Regions from separate parts of the Mus musculus genome. Here regions 2 and 3 are each linked to region 1. The links are chromatin contacts, called in public HiChIP or PLAC-seq maps. All regions are on one chromosome and are shown on one strand. The core of a region is the stretch at or near the end of the contact, and the rest is flanking DNA. Distances in the headings are between cores, read along the strand shown. Region 1 has its middle 5.1 kb from the start of Gm46898. Region 2 overlaps Zfp993 (zinc finger protein 845). Region 3 has its middle 37 kb from the start of Zfp534.

The links. HiChIP or PLAC-seq counts read pairs in DNA pulled down with a chosen protein or histone mark.
Region 2: an H3K4me3 HiChIP or PLAC-seq map of embryonic stem cells shows a contact between it and region 1, with 4 times the contacts expected there. The contact joins two enhancer-like sites. A contact is called at or near these places in 3 of 115 datasets of contacts at active chromatin or transcription factors (embryonic stem cells, regulatory T cell precursor and stem cell-derived neural progenitor cells).
Region 3: a contact with region 1 is called in an H3K4me3 HiChIP or PLAC-seq map of embryonic stem cells, with 1.7 times the contacts expected there. The contact joins two enhancer-like sites. A contact is called at or near these places in 2 of 115 datasets of contacts at active chromatin or transcription factors (embryonic stem cells and stem cell-derived neural progenitor cells).

The regions. Positions count from the first base shown.
Region 1 is chr4:147,404,083-147,409,236 of GRCm38.p6, forward strand. No RefSeq gene overlaps it. Among named protein-coding and RNA genes, the nearest start is that of Gm46898, 5.1 kb to the right of the region's middle. Within about 2 kb of position 2,964, at least 77 of the 459 cell types and tissues checked have an H3K27ac peak or open chromatin away from gene starts, as enhancers often do. A contact at or near this core is called in embryonic stem cells, where this site is marked.
Region 2 is chr4:146,907,555-146,912,708 of GRCm38.p6, forward strand. All of the region lies in intron 6 of Zfp993 (zinc finger protein 845), which reads left to right. Among named protein-coding and RNA genes, the nearest start is that of Gm21411, 8.9 kb to the left of the region's middle. Within about 2 kb of position 2,042, at least 20 of the 459 cell types and tissues checked have an H3K27ac peak or open chromatin away from gene starts, as enhancers often do. A contact at or near this core is called in embryonic stem cells, where this site is marked.
Region 3 is chr4:147,736,719-147,741,872 of GRCm38.p6, forward strand. It overlaps the pseudogene Gm13136. Among named protein-coding and RNA genes, the nearest start is that of Zfp534, 37 kb to the left of the region's middle. Within about 2 kb of position 2,118, at least 31 of the 459 cell types and tissues checked have an H3K27ac peak or open chromatin away from gene starts, as enhancers often do. A contact at or near this core is called in embryonic stem cells, where this site is marked.

The DNA of each region.
Region 1 (5,154 bases), core at 1,714-4,213:
CCCTCAAATGAACATATTTGCAATCTATGTATGAGAACATGACTCAAAAGTAGAATAGGACAGGATCATGATTGGGACAACTGGAGTGGCCAACCCATCCCTTCCTCATTGCCCCACTTCAGTTCCTGCCATGAGTCTTACACAAAGACCCTAGGCCAGCAGTTTGCTGGTGCCCTGCTTCTCAGGACCTCTTGCTTCGTTCTCTAAAGCTCACATCTATAAACTGACAACAAACTCCTTTTTGAACTCTTCTTCCTGTGAACAAGAGCTCCTGAAAAGACTGACGGAGCCTGGATGTGGTGGCAGACCCTTTTAAACTGAGTATTCGGGAAGCAAAGGCAAGAGGATCTCTGAGTTTGATGCCAGCTCCATCTATAGAACCCGTTCCAGGAAAGCCAGGGTTACACAGAGAATTCCTGTCTCAAAAAAAACAACACTCCCAGCCCCCTCCAAAAAAAGGATGATTGCTTACAGAAAGGGGTTGACATATCAGAACTCCAATACTCTGGAGAGATAGGAATGCTACAGGACTAGAGGACTAGAGGCTAACTAATTTGTCTACCTGGGCCAGGTTTGCACAAGGCCCAGACCTTCAGGTACAGAATTTAGTATTAAATACATAGTAACAGACCAAACCTCAAGAGAGAGCAGGAGAGCTGATTCTGCCCCTTGCCAGCTGCAGCACGGGGTGAGCTGGCCAGGGCAGTGCTGGAGAGCTCACCCTGGTGGTGTGGGTGCAGGAGAGCTGGCAGGCTGACTAACTCAGCTATCCCCTAGGTTCAGATCCAGGGCTTTGAGTTGGGCCACTCCAACATCTACCTCACCTCTGAACTGCTGGAGCTTGTGAAAGGGCTGGTCCTGTAGATCAAAGCTGTAGCTTACACAATGAGATGTTTTCTGTGCTGTATTTATTATTATTATTATTATTTTATTTTATTTAAGGGAGGAGGTTGCAAGGGTAGAAAGCAGATATGAAGAGATGAGATGAGTGGAATTGGGGTACATGATGAAATTCACAAAGAATCAACAAAAAGTTTTTAAAAACAATAATAATATATTTGGAAATGTTAAATGTTTCATAAACCTTAAAATGCTTATTGTTTTAAAATAATAACATTTTTAAAAACTTTAAAAAAAAGAAGTGGGAGAAAAGAAAAAATAACATTTGTTGGGTCAAGATTTCATTAAGCTATAAAAGTTAATGTCATATACATAAAATTGATCAGGATTTCCTTCCAAAACAGAAGCTAAATATACATACTATTTCATCTCATATATATATATATATATATATATATATATATATATATATATATAATAACATAAAATTCATATTATTTCTTCAAAATACTCTTGTTTATTTTTTAAGTCTAAGTTTGTTTAATGAATGCTACAACGTTGAGCCAGAGGATTCTCCCTCCCATCTGTCTATGCTTTTGACCATTATACGCAGCTATCTTGCTTGAGGACATTGTGGCAGTTTTGCATAATTCATAAATTGTTTTGATGGTTATCCCAGTGGTGACTTATCTTATTTCTTTTTTTTTTAAGATTTACTTATGTATTATATGTAAGTACACTGTAGCTGTCTTTGGACACTCCAAAAGAGGGTATCAGATCTCATTATGGATGGTTGTGAGCCACCATGTGGTTGCTGGGATTTGAACTCAGGATCTTTGGAAGAGCAGTTAGAGCGCTTAACTGTTGAGCCATCTCACCAGCCACCCTTATTGTTTCTTTAACGTTCTAAGTCACTTTCCTACATATAATATAAAAAGAATAATTGAGTAGGCCACACTATTCTTAGTATAAAACTGTTAAGTGTATTTATGTTTGTATGTATGTGTTTTTGTTTGCTTGTTTGTTTGTTTTTGTACTGGGCCATCTATAAATTAATAGATTTACATGTTTACTGAAGATCTCTATTTTGTTTCCTTTTCACAATGAGGATTATAGGAAATGTAATACAAACAAATAATAATGTTGAAAATTTTTTCTTTCTTTTTTTGTGGTTTTGATTTTTTTTTTTTTTTTTGAGATAGTTTCTGGGACTCTGCCTTCTGGGTGCTGTAATTAGAAACCATGCACCATGGCTGACCACCCAGCTATTAAATGTCTATTATGTATGAATATATATATGGTTATATGTTTTATTGTTGTTTTCATAATACATGTCGACATAAAAGCCAGAGTACTCGTCTTAAAGGGACCATATCTTAAAGGGAGATGATTAATATGAGTTTTTATTTTTATTTTTTTTTGCAATTTGGTCAACAAATATTGAGTACTGTGCCCTTGCCTCGTAGCTCTATGTCAAAATATGGCTCTATGTCAAAATACATGATAAACAAAACAGCAATCGGCCTTGGGCAAGGAGTTTCTAAAACAGCTCCGCTGCATGGTTCTATTTTGCCGGTTTTTTTTTTTTTAATCCACCTATTGATTTTGAGGATTATATTCTAGCCTAAGGAATCGATTTAGACCCAAATAGTTGGTTCTGATCTAACGACAGCAAAGTCTAGGCGCCACTGGGGCACTGTTGTATCTCCTAACAGCTAATCCCAAATAAAGACTCCAGGTGTTTGGGTCCAAGCTGACTCCCTCCCCCCTCCCTCCCCCCCCCACCCCCCACCCCCCATGGTAAACTTCCTAAGGTTGACTGGGGTCCTTGGATGGAGAACCTCCAAACGAATGGACAGCATATCCACCAGAGGGTGCTGTGAGGACAGGTCTGTGGTGGGAGGGGAGCTCGCCCAGTGACCCTCAAACCCAGGTAGGCTTTATTAGTTGGTTTTTCTTTCTTCTTCATGTTTCCTTCCTACCCGCTAAAACCGTCGTTACCCCTCCCCCCACTCAGGGTCTCGTTTTGAAGATAGTGATTCGACTTTCGCCGCGACTACAGCAGAGCTGTGTTCCAGAGGAAGTGTTATCTCTGTCGCGGCTGGAGACGTCCTGTCCCTGGACCGCCCGGGGCGCAGGCGGTGGGTGGGTGGGGACCTCCGAGGCCGCAGCTCGCCGTTGCGCCGCAGGGGCCGCGAAAGGGTTAACCCGGCGGGGGGGGGGGGTGCGAGAGGAGGGAGGGGGCGCGGGCCGCGCGTGCGCTCTGCCGCCCTCCATTGTCTCCACAGCGGCGAGGAGCGCCGGCGAACGCAGCCCGGGACGGAGCAGGGCGGCGCGGCTGGCTGGCGGGGCCGGCGGCGGCTGGAGCCGGAGCACGACGCCACGCGACCGCGGCTTCCAGAGCTCCGCCTGGCTACCCCACCGCCGCGAGCCCTCCCGAAGCCTGGAGGAGTGAGGGCCGCCGGCGCGGGCTGTGGAGTCCTGAGACGGGGGACGCGAACGGCGCGGCGCCTCCCTCCCTTCGCTGCGGCTCCTTAGGCTCCTGAGCCCGGGGGGCGGCCTGTGGCGCGAGGCGCCGGCTCTGGACCCCGCTTCTTCGGACCTGGGCTCCGGAGCCTCGCTGGCGGATGCTCTACCTCTGCACATCGCACCCAGGTGGTTCAGCTCGCACCTAATATGAGTTTTTAAATAAAACATTTTCAAATCTGCTTTTAGGGTAAGATATACATACTCCCACTGTACTGGTCTAGATGCTATCTCTTTGATCCTTATCCCACTTCTGGCCTGTATTGCTTGAGGATATACATTAACTTGTCCCATATTTCTTGAGGACCTACATTAACTTTAAGAGATGGTTGCACCTTCTGTAGGATATGATCTTCCTGTGCACTCCCTTGAAATACTAAACTCTATTCCAAAGATTAAAAGGATGATTTATGCCTGTGCTTTCGTATACATATCACATATATGGCAATAGACATATGAATATGAACGCTTTGAAGATGTTTATGTGATTTTCTTACTACTTCTGCCTCTTTAAAGTCAAACGAATGCGCTTTTCAAGAACTATGTAAGAGATAACTCTAAATAACTTTTTAAATTATTATTTAAGAACCTACTTTAAGGCTTATACAGATATTTTAGAGTTTACAGATGATTAATATATTGCAACATAATGATATATTTTTAAAAATTAGTTATCCTTGTTATTAGCTTAAAAATGAATAATTAAGTCAAACTCTATCCTGATCTGGATGTCTTATCATATTTTGTTACCTCTTAAGTACAATAAAAGTAAATGCTGTTTCTAACAACAAAACTCCATGTCCTCTTACACTGCATAATGGCTTAAATTTTAACACATACTTAATTTAAATTTGGTCACAAAACTACTAATGTATTTTAACTACTTATAACAGATATCTAAAACACTATGTTTTATGTGTTTTAGATAAAGCCTCTTGGTCTTCCATTTTTAATTAACTCATTAAAATTGTTTTCTAAATTTCATGATAACAAGAAGAATGAAGTATATTGTAAAAAATTATTTAAACTGGATATATTTGTTAATAAGTTAAAAATAATAAAGAGTTTCTGGTTTCCATCTGCTCCTGGAGCTGACCCTGTGCCACAGCTCTCCAAACCCAAATTCCTCTGGGAGAAAGCTGGTCTTCCAGGAGTGCTGACACACCTGAGAGCACAGGTAAGACCACCACTTCTGCTCAAATACCCAGCCCAAGAGGACCCTCCTAGAGCCCTCAGGACACAGGAACCAAGAAGCAGCCTGGGACCAGATCCTTCTAGAATCTATCTGCACTCGGAGCTGACCTTGTGCCACAGCTCTCCATACCCAAATCCCACCATAAGAGAACTGGTCTCCCAAGAGTGCTGACACACAGGCTTACAGGAGGGACAAGCCACAGTCAGAGACAGAAAGACCAGAAAACACCACAGAAAACCAGATGGCAAGAGGCAGGCACAAGAATATAAGCAACAGAAACCAAGGCTACTTGGCATCATTAGAACCCAGTTCTCCCACTACAGCAAGCCTTGGATACCCCAACACACAGGAAAAGCAAGACTCTGTTTAAAATCACATCTCATGATGATGATAAAGGAATTTAAGAAGAACATAAATAACTCTCTTAAAGAAATACAGGAGAACTCGGATAAACAGCTAGAAACCCTTCAAGAGGAAACATAAAAATCCCTTAAGGAATTACAGGAAAATACAACCAAACAAGCAAAGGATTGAACAAACTCATCCAGATTCTAAAAATGGAAGTAGAAACAATAAAGAAATCACAAAGGAAG
Region 2 (5,154 bases), core at 792-3,291, 500 kb before region 1:
CCTTCTAGTGCTCTTAGTGTTGATTTACAGTTATGGAGATTTGACTGAGCATATGGAGACCTGAAAATGGGAAAATATTGTTTAGAATGAACATGGAACTGTTCATGGAACAAAAATGAAAGATGTCAATACCCGAGCAAAGGATAAACATGAAGAGAAGATATGAAGAGAATGCCTATTTTTCTCTGAGTATTTCATTTACCCTAAAGATGTGAGAGTCAGTCACACAGTTAACACACATAAAGTCTTTTTCCGAGCAACACAGAAGAGGAGGAGGGAAGACTGGAAGAAAATTATTCTGATCCAGAATCCAGACAGTAATCCAGTAAAGTAAGCGATCAAAATTATTCAAAAGATACTGTCTCATTTTGTCTTAATCCATAGTAAAAGCCAGGCAGTGGTGCACTCCTTTAATTCCAGCACTTTGGAGGCAGAGGCAGGCGTATTTCTGAGTTTGGTCTACAAAGTGAGTTCCAGGACAGCCAGGACTACACAGAGAAACCCTGTCTCGAAAAAACCAATATCCAAAAACAAACAAACAAACAAAAATCCATTGAAAATTTTCCACTTATTAAAATATCTACTCCTGAAATCATCACCGCACAGCATGGTAGGCTGAACCTTGGAAAAATTCAAAGAAATTCAGGAAGAATGGCTACCTGGGGTACCTGTTAACATATCAATGAAGTCATAGTTGGATAGGTGCTTTCTTGGCTGCTGGTTATCTCTAGACCTGCCCCTCTATTCTCTATCACATCCTCAATTCCCCTCCCCCACCTGATGGCCTGGTTCAGTCTGGACCCAACCAGATATCTCTGAATTCACTAAAATGCCAAAAATTAACCTTACCACCAGCACAAGAACCAGGTATCTTCTTGAAGTGCTGTAGGTTGCATTTGTTAGGAAAATGATAAAGCCTCATAGGAAAGTACAATGGCCTATAAAATGCCTGTAGCATGTGACCAAAATCTATCACTTGGTCAGGATGTATTATTTGATAAACCTGGCCCACATGGAGGAATTGGTTTTTCTCTGGCGACACTCAGGTTTAACAGAACCTACTATATATCTTCAAGTCTGATAATCTGTCTCACACACATTCTCTATGAATGATTATTATTCACCTTACAGCATTTTCTTTTCAGGGTCTTCTTTTCTTTTCTTTTTTCTTTTCCTTTCTTTGTATTTATAACCACCTATTGAATTCAATTTTCATATCCTATGTTGTCCTCATTTCCTTAAGGAAATTTCTCCTCACAAGTACCTTGCTGCAATCCTGTCTTCATGTTTTATTCAAACCTAAGGTGTGACACTAATAACAAAGCATATGTAGACACATTTCTCAATGATGTATTTACATCAAAGTATGCATATACCTCTGTGTTCAGCTAACGGAGAATATAACTTTGCTTGGTTAATGATAATATTTACAGCCATACGATGGTGCTTTATAAGGAATATTTTCTAATTCTATCAAATCTGCACTGGTCCCCATATGACAAATACCTACAAAGCTCTCTCGGGATGCCTACTCAGTTCCCTAGAGAAAGGGAAATTAAATGGCAAATTGAGGAACAGGGGAGTTAAGAAAGCATTGAATTCGAGGAACTTTATTAAGGCCTTTGCAAAAACAACCCTCCCGGTATACAAACTCCACAGAGGGCCAAGGATGTACAGGGTTGTTTTATAAAAATATTCTGGCAACCATAAAATCAATTAAAACATCACCATAAACTCAATTCACAGGAACTAAAACTTCCTGATAATGGTAAGATATCCACAACAGAATTGTAAGAGTGGCAGAAAACGCACCCCTGCTCCACGCGCCTGCCCTGCTCCTGCCCGTTTCCCAGCACAAAAGCTCCTCTGACCTGGCAGGTGACAGGACCAGCTGCTGAATATCCTAGGAGGCCAGCACAGCAACTGCAGCTTAAGGAAGTTTTCAGGTTCCGCAAACACTAGGCACTAGTCTCCCTCCACGACTTCCTGACCACGAGGCAGCCGAGAAACATTGAGAATGCTGGAATGGCGGAAATCTAGGTTCCTCAGAGCCACTCCTTCTGGACCCGCCCAATACTCAGCAGCTTCCTGCCATTCTTCTAAGCCCACCTACTTCAGGACTTTTTAATTAATTAGCTTCCCGGTTCTTCAGAGCAATTTTTGTTGGTTTGGATTTTTGCTTGCTTGCTTATTTAATTCATTGATTGATTGATTCTTTGTTTTTATTTTGTCTTTTTCTTAAACTTATCTAATCATGTAGGAGGCCCAACCTCCCCATCAGGAACCACTCCTCCAACTCTGTTGTGGAAACACAACTTCTCAGGATCTACTCTCCTCAGCTTCCCACAAGGTTGCTGCCAGACTAGACCAGAACTGAATGTAGTAAGACACTGCACCTGGGTTCTGAATCCTTCAGATACAACGGATCCTGCCTAACTTCTCACAATGGGAGTCTATCCTCCTGGGCTAAAAATGCACACAATTAAGCAGTCCCTCTGAATTCTGATGCTCAATACCCAAAACAAAGTAAAGTTAAGATAAAATGTCTTTGGCTCAAACTATCAACTGTGTATGTATCTTATAAAGATAGCAATTTACATGATATCCTAGGTAAAGAATAGAAAACCCAGAGTCATTATCAAAGAGATTAAAGTGTGTAAACCACATATATCAACTGAAAGAGAACAGGAACAAAATGATTCTTGGGCTAAAGAATAATAGCAAATGCCTAAAGGAAAGGAGGACAACGTAGGATATGAAAATTGAGTTCAATATGTGCTTAGAAATAAACAAGGAAAAGATCCTGAAAAGAAAATGCAGTAAGGCAAATAATAATAACTCATAGAGAACGTGTGAGAGACAGATTATTAGACTAGGACAAAATGTAGAGGAATTGGATACCTTAGTCAAAGAAAATGATGAATAAAATGATGTTAGGTTTAGGCACAATATTATTTACTGCTTGAAGGGTGAGGCAATAAAGAAAAATTCCTTTCAAAAAGTGTTTAGATATTTGGCAAAAGAAAGAAAGAATAAAGAAAGGAAAGAAGGAAGGAAGGAAGGAAGGAAGGAAGGAAGGAAGGAAGGAAGGAAGGAAAAAATAGAAAGAGACCTACAATACATACTGAACTGTTTAGCCATTTGTTCATAGAAGATTCCCTGATTGTGCTCTATAATATTCTATGTATACCCATGCATATCTTCATAGGCTGTGGAAAGGAGACTGGAGAATTACCCAAGTCACCTTAGAGAATATGGCTGGAAGTCAACTCTTTCATGAAAGTAATGAGTTCCAGGATTCTCTTGTGACCTCTGAGGTTCAAAACCTGTTGTGATGACTGTGAGAGGTTAAAAATGGATTCTAGGCCAGCATGGAAGTAAGAGCTCAGAAGCACAAGTCTAGACCTGATGGTCTTTCTTTAGAGAACAGGGTTCTGAGCCCATGGACACCTTGTTACCCATTGTGGTGAGTTTTATATTTTCCCATATTGTGCTTATGTTAAAAAAAAAAAGAAAGAAAGAAAGAAAAATTATGTCACAAGTTCACAAGTTAATTGATTCTGCATATATGTACAGATTAACCACACTGGTGATTAATAATGCACATGAGTTAAGAAAAGAATCAATAACCTTTCCCTCAGAGATAATTTAACTAAGTCTGAGTCCAAAGTTGAATTCTCTACTACCTGTTATCTAAGGCTTCCATCCCCTGGGTGTCTAGTCAGTTAATCTAAACCTGTAACTTGCTGAATGCTGCCTTGTATATATCTCTTCCTGTGTGTCTGCCTTCTGTCTCCATGTTTGTGTCTCTCTGTGTACTCTATATATGTCTGTTGGCTTTTGTGTCACCATTGCTGGTCTTAAGAAAGACCTTTGCAATATTTTCGGGAACATCAAGAAAATGCCATTACATGGGAAAGGAATGGTATAGTATACAGAAATTTTTAACAGAGCTTGAAAATGTAAAGGAGGGAAATACCTAATTAAAAAAAATAAGCAAACACTGCAGGGTATTGACAACAAAAGGTGTGGCATTTTACAAACTGACAATAAGTCTTCATTGCTAACGAGCAGACTTACACAACTCACTGTGTATGAAGAGGTCAAGCTGGTGACTCCAAGAATATTGGCTCTTATGTTCCACAGTCCTTGTTATGGGAAGGGTTTTGCAAGCTACAAAAAGTGAAATATATACACAGAACCAACCAAAAAGACATTGATCTAAAATTTGTCCTTCCTCCAAAATATGCTAGGTCAATGATGTCATGAATTTATTGTGAATATCCAATCAATATCTAATTTGACTTAAAACCCAAAGCACCCCTGTTAAAAGTTTTATATGTGTGTGTGTGTGTGTGTGTGTGTGTGTGTGTGTGTGTGTGTGTGCACATTGCATATGGACATGAGTGTAGTGGGCATACTTGTGGACACACCAGTGTTATAAATAATGAGAAGAAGGTTTCTATATCGTTTAAAGCATAGGCCTTTCATTGGAGCAGTCTACCAATGATCATTTAAATTTCAGACTATTCAAGCCTATGACCTCATATGTAGCTTGCTCTTTACCTCTCTGCCCCTGTTCCCATCTATCTGTTCTCTTCTCTGTCTCCCACTAAATCTCTTCCACCTGCTTGCTCTTCCCTACATCACTTTTTCCATCCAGAGTTTCCACCCTCCAATTCTTGTCCCAGGAATTGGATGTTAGGTTTTTTTCTTACAAGCAATCAGATGTGAGACATCTCCAGAATTATGTGGATTACCTCTAGGCATAGAGAGCTGCCTGCCATTCAAATATCTCAGCAGGTGTGGAGACAAGTATTTACAAATGTAAGCCTGGTGATGAGACATAGAAATGACAATATCAAGATCCTGCTAGCACATAGTTCTCTACCAATATAGCAATAAACATTTAAAAATGCACAGACACACCTGCATAAAAGTTTAGGAAATTAACTTCAACCCATGTGGAGAGTTCAGAAAGGCCAAAAGAGGAAATTGGGGCCCACAGGGTATAAAGTCACTTTGATTTAGAATAGTCTGGCCCCAAATGAAGAATAATACACCTGCCCCAGTGTTCTGATTGCTGGGATTATGCCAGCAGCACTTGCATGTTTGAGGTCTATAGAGTCAAGCAATGTAATCACACTTTGTATA
Region 3 (5,154 bases), core at 868-3,367, 330 kb after region 1:
CTACAAGCCTCCCTTGTTGAATTACTATCGAATCCAGTCTAAGTTTCATCTCAGCACGTTCCACTATTCTTTCTTCCACAGTGTTATCAGTTATAAAGCGAAACACTCGGACAGTCTTCCTTTGTCCAATTCTATGGGCATGGTCCATAGGCTGAAGATCAATTTGAGGATTCCAATCTGAATCATATAAAATTACTACATCAGCAGTTGCAAGATTGATGCCCAGACCACCAGCACGTGTGTTTAGCATAAATACAAACTTTGTGCTATTTGGTTCATTGTATGCATTGATGGAGTCTTGTCTCTCATCATGGGGTGTCTGTTCATCCAACCTGCAGTACTCATAATTTCTCCACATGCAATAATCTTCCAAAATGTCTAATACTCTTGTCATCTGACTAAAGATTAGTACTCTTGAACCTTGTTCTTTCAGTTTAGGGAGTAGCTTGTCTAACACCACCATCTTGCCACTGTTGGTAACAAGATGCGTATCTGTTGTGTACAGTGGACCAGGTTCAGCTCCATCGAAGAGATACGGATGATTGCAGCATTTCCTCAACTGCATCAAAATGTTCAATAGCCTCATTTTGTCCATCTTCCCTGCTGAGTTTAATATGTCTATATCTTTTATTAATATCCGAGTATACCATTCTCTTTGCATTTTGCTAAGACCCACATAGATTTTTACTTCTTTTTTTGGAGGCAAACTCTTTTCAACATCAGCTTTAATTCGACGAAAGAGGAATGGACACAAAACCATATGAAGCCTCTCAACTAGCTTTTGATCCCCAAGGCAATTATTTGTATCAACCCAGGAATCAAAGTCATCAGCTGAATTAAACACATTTGGAAACAAAAAGTTTAGAAGTGACCAGAGCTCATGCAGGTTGTTCTGAAGAGGCGTCCCTGTTAGCAACAGCCGATTTGTAGTCTTGAATTCTCTCACTGTTTCTGACAACTTAGATTTTTTCATTTTTTATCCTGTGAGCTTCATCTATAACTAAGTATCTCCAGTTGAATTTTTTTGAACACAGACTTTCTCTTTAATAAGCATTTCATAAGATGTGACACACACATCCCACTCTCCTGGTAATAAAACATCCCTGACAAATACAGCTCTTTGCTCTTCATCTCCTATCAAGCAAACAGACCTAAGTGTTGGTATCCATCTCTTGAATTCACTCATCCAGTTGTGCAATGTAGACTTGGGAACCAAAACCATATGAGGACCAGGAATATTTCTATAGTGTTTCCTGTATCCAAGAAGAGAAATTGTTTGAAGTGTCTTTCCCAAACCCATTTCATCTGCAAGGATCCCATTGATGCCATTCTCATACAGAGAGATGAGCCAATTCAATCCTCGCACCTGATAATCTCTCAGTTTACCCCATTTTACATATGATGGAGAATCTTCAAATCGAGTACAAACATTAGTTGCTTTGGAACTTTCTGTTAATAGCTCTTCATCCTCCTCTTGCTCTGTTCTACAGTGTCGGTAATCTCCAACTGAAAGCAAATTCTGTTTTTCATCCTTTTTACCCGTGGGCGCCCTGGTTTCATCTTCAAGGGTGAGGTTGGAGTCTTCTGAGCAGCAGGCTGAATGAAATGAGCGAACAGCTCTGTCTGCTTTAATAAATACTCAAATCTATTTGCTCGGTCAGTTTGCATTTTTTCTTCATATGTAGGATCTGGTTCTTGGATTTCTTTTTGCTTTCCAGGTGATCCATTATCAAATACTTCCTCCATCTCGGTGTCCGCGGGGCCGGGGCACGAGCCCGCAGCCCTCGGGGCCGCCTTTGTTGCCGCTGCTGCTCCCGCCGGGCGCCGAGGGCTTGGAAGGCGCGCTCTCGGGAGGCGGGAGCGGCGGAGGCTCCACCGCGGACGACATGTTCCGGCTGCGTCACCCGCCGCGGCCACGGGCAGGCGCGGCGCCGAGGGAAGCAGCTTGGGCCTGCGCGACACTGGCGTCCGGGCCGCCGGAGGAGCGAGACGCGCCCGGAAGTTCTCACGCGCGAGGGGTCCGCCACCGACCCGAGCCGGCCCAGCCGTGCCGCTCGCCTCGCCGTCCTCTTCCACGGAACTCTGCCTCACTGGCGTTTACCTCACGGCGGGAATCACGTCGACGGGAGTGGGCGGGGCCAGTGGGGTCACGGAGGTCAGGGAAGGCGGGCTGACTCTGAGGAGGCGGAGGGCCGAGGGAAAGGGAAAGGAAAACGGAAAGTTCTCAGAGGCCTCCCGGCGCCTTCTCCTCTCCGGGAGTAAATTCTCTTCTCCAGCCAACCAGGACAGATACCTACGCCACCCGCTCTCAACCCTCGCGAGATCGCTCGTTCCCCCTTAGAAGGCCGGCTCGCGAGGGCGCGTGCGCATGCTCCTCCTTGGCCCCGCCTCCTCCAGGCCTCTAGCGGGCTGTGGAGCCGAGTGGACAGGGCCTCGAGGAAGTGGTGCTTTGGGCCTCCTCTCCTCTGAGTAAAGCGAGCTGGGTCTTCAGCGCTCCCTTAACGGCTGGGCTCGCTGGCTCCCACTGCCCGCTAACAGGGGATGGCTAACAGGTTCAGAGGTTCAGTCCATTATCATCAATATGGGGACATGGCAGGATCTAGGAAGCCTCTCACACCCCAGGTCTATAAGACTTTCTAGAGGTTTCTCTCCAATCTCCAAATTCTACTGCTCCATATTTCCATTCATTCTTCTGGCCCTCTGGGCTCTCTCTTGTCTCCCACCCATAACTCATTCTGCTCCCCTTTTTCCCTCCCTCTCACTTTTCCCACCTAAGTCCCTCTCTCCCTCTACCGCCATTGATAACTTAGGCAGAGAAGAAATAAAACAACTAGTTCATTTTTTTAAATAACTTTTGAGATTACAATTAAATCATTTCAATCTCTTCAGTCATCCCTAATGTTGAATATTAAAACCTGGAACAAAAGGCCAACGTGCCTATTTAACAAATCAAATCAGTCCTTGGTTCCAGGTTCTCCAAACAGTCCTCTATCCCTACCTGCTACAGTGCAATGCTGTCCTTTCCAGACCCCTAGCACAGAGGTTGGGCAAATGTCCTCCCAGCTGCTTTTCTTCATGTAATGCATCCATTTGGCTACCTGGTCTTTTTTACTGATCATTCACCCTCCTGGCCTCTGGGTCTGGCTTTCCTGCTCCCTCTCCTCATGAGGCTCATGGTTCTGTCCATTGTAGACTGTTCCTGTGTCCGGCTATTCTCTTTCTTTTGATGATAAGACACATTCTACTTCACCATATTTAGGAGAAGCCATATCCTTTCCTTTTTATGTCATTTCTTTTTTTCATAGGTTTACTGTTTATTTAAAGTTAAATGTTACAGAGTTCTTACACTGTCGGAACCATGCCTGAGAACCCAAAGATAGAAATTGTACAATGGCAGCCTCATCCACCCAGTGTATTAAAACTTGATTGATATGCATTTTTATAATTTCACAATCTTAAAAAATAACAAAAGCTGGGTGTTGTGGTGCACGCCTTTAATCCTAGCACTCGGGAGGCAGAGGCAAGGGGATTTCTGAGTTCGAGGCCAGCCTGGTCTACAAAGTGAGTTCCAGGACAGCCAGGGCTAAACAGAGAAACCCTGTCTCGAAAAACCGAAAAAAACAAAAACAAAAACAAAACAAAACAAAAAAACAAGACTTGGAATTTACATCTGCTGCAGGTCTTCAGCGTTCTAGTACAGTATGCCATTAAACAAACCTCATCATGTTTCTGTTCACATCTTAAACCATAACCCCAAACAGAATGTGTGTTTGTGTGTCATGCTTGGGTAAAGCATACTTTAAGGGACGTTTGTGGCTCAAGGTGCGAGATTATTTGTTAAGGTTTCTGGTGCCCAAATGAAGTCTTCAGTTTAACTAAGAATCTCAAGTCTCTAGTCACCCCACCTCCTCCTGCCTAGTTCAGATCATGACAACATTATTGCCCAGAAGTGGCATACAGTCTGGTAGGAGATACTGGCCTCCACCTCCTGCTTCCCACACTGCTGCCCTAAATCCAATAAACAGGCTCCCAAGCTGGGAAAACATTCATTTCCTGTTCCACTCCTGTCAGTAGTGAGCAAGTCTGAACTGTGTTTGGCAAAGGGATTCGTTTACATAGAGAAACCCAGGCACTACTATCGTATCACATAGTCATATGCCAACATAGGGTATGTGAACTGAACTATATGTAGTGACAGAATAGGTAACCGACAGGCTAGTTCATTAGGTAGAAAGAAATTTAGCAGTAACATCTTCTAAGAGCCAAGTACTACTAGATAGTTACATTGAAATTACAAACAACAGAAATGCTACACTACTGGCTATTCCCCTGCATCTCCAAGTTATTACCAAAAATATTCCAAAGGTGAATGTCAAGAGCTGGCTAAACAATGAATGAACCTACAGAATACCCCATAACCTTCACATTTGGGGCACACACAAGGATTTATCAGACACCATGCCAGATTCATGTGCAACTTGGGTGTTTTGCTCCTGTTGCTTTGAACTGTTAAAAGCCAGGTCAGTGAAACCCTCTCCTCCTGAGCAGACGCAACACTCTGTCCACAGCAGTGAGCAGACACCATACTCTGTCCACAGCAGTTCAATTAGACCTGATTAGGAGGCTTGAGCAGCACCTGGAGTGCAGCAGATCCGCTGTCCTTTATATGCATCAAAGGCTATCTGGTTCCACCAAGGATTGGCAAATTCATAGGGCATTTCACAATTCCAATGCTTCTTTCAGACTATTTCTCCACACAATATGCCCTTAAAGAACTTACTCAAAGTCAAAGCAAGGCCTTAATGTGGAATCCAACAAGCACTATCTGAATGAAAAATTATTCAAAGAAATAAGACTATCCCCCATTTGGTGGAACCGAGTTTGGTTGAATTAAATCCACAGTTAACTCATACAACTAAAAACTTAAATTATAAATCATAAGCCCCACACAGATGATCCAAACATATTGTCCCCGCCGGCAAGAACACACTCAGGACAACCGCAATCTTCTGTGGCAAAGCTTTTATTGCTTACTTATCAGGAGGGATGACCCCGAACCGGGAAAATGGTGCTGCTTCTATAGCCTGCAGTGTGACGTTTCAGCACCTGATGTGGCATGACAGCTCCTGATTCGTTGCTTGCCCATCATCCCAT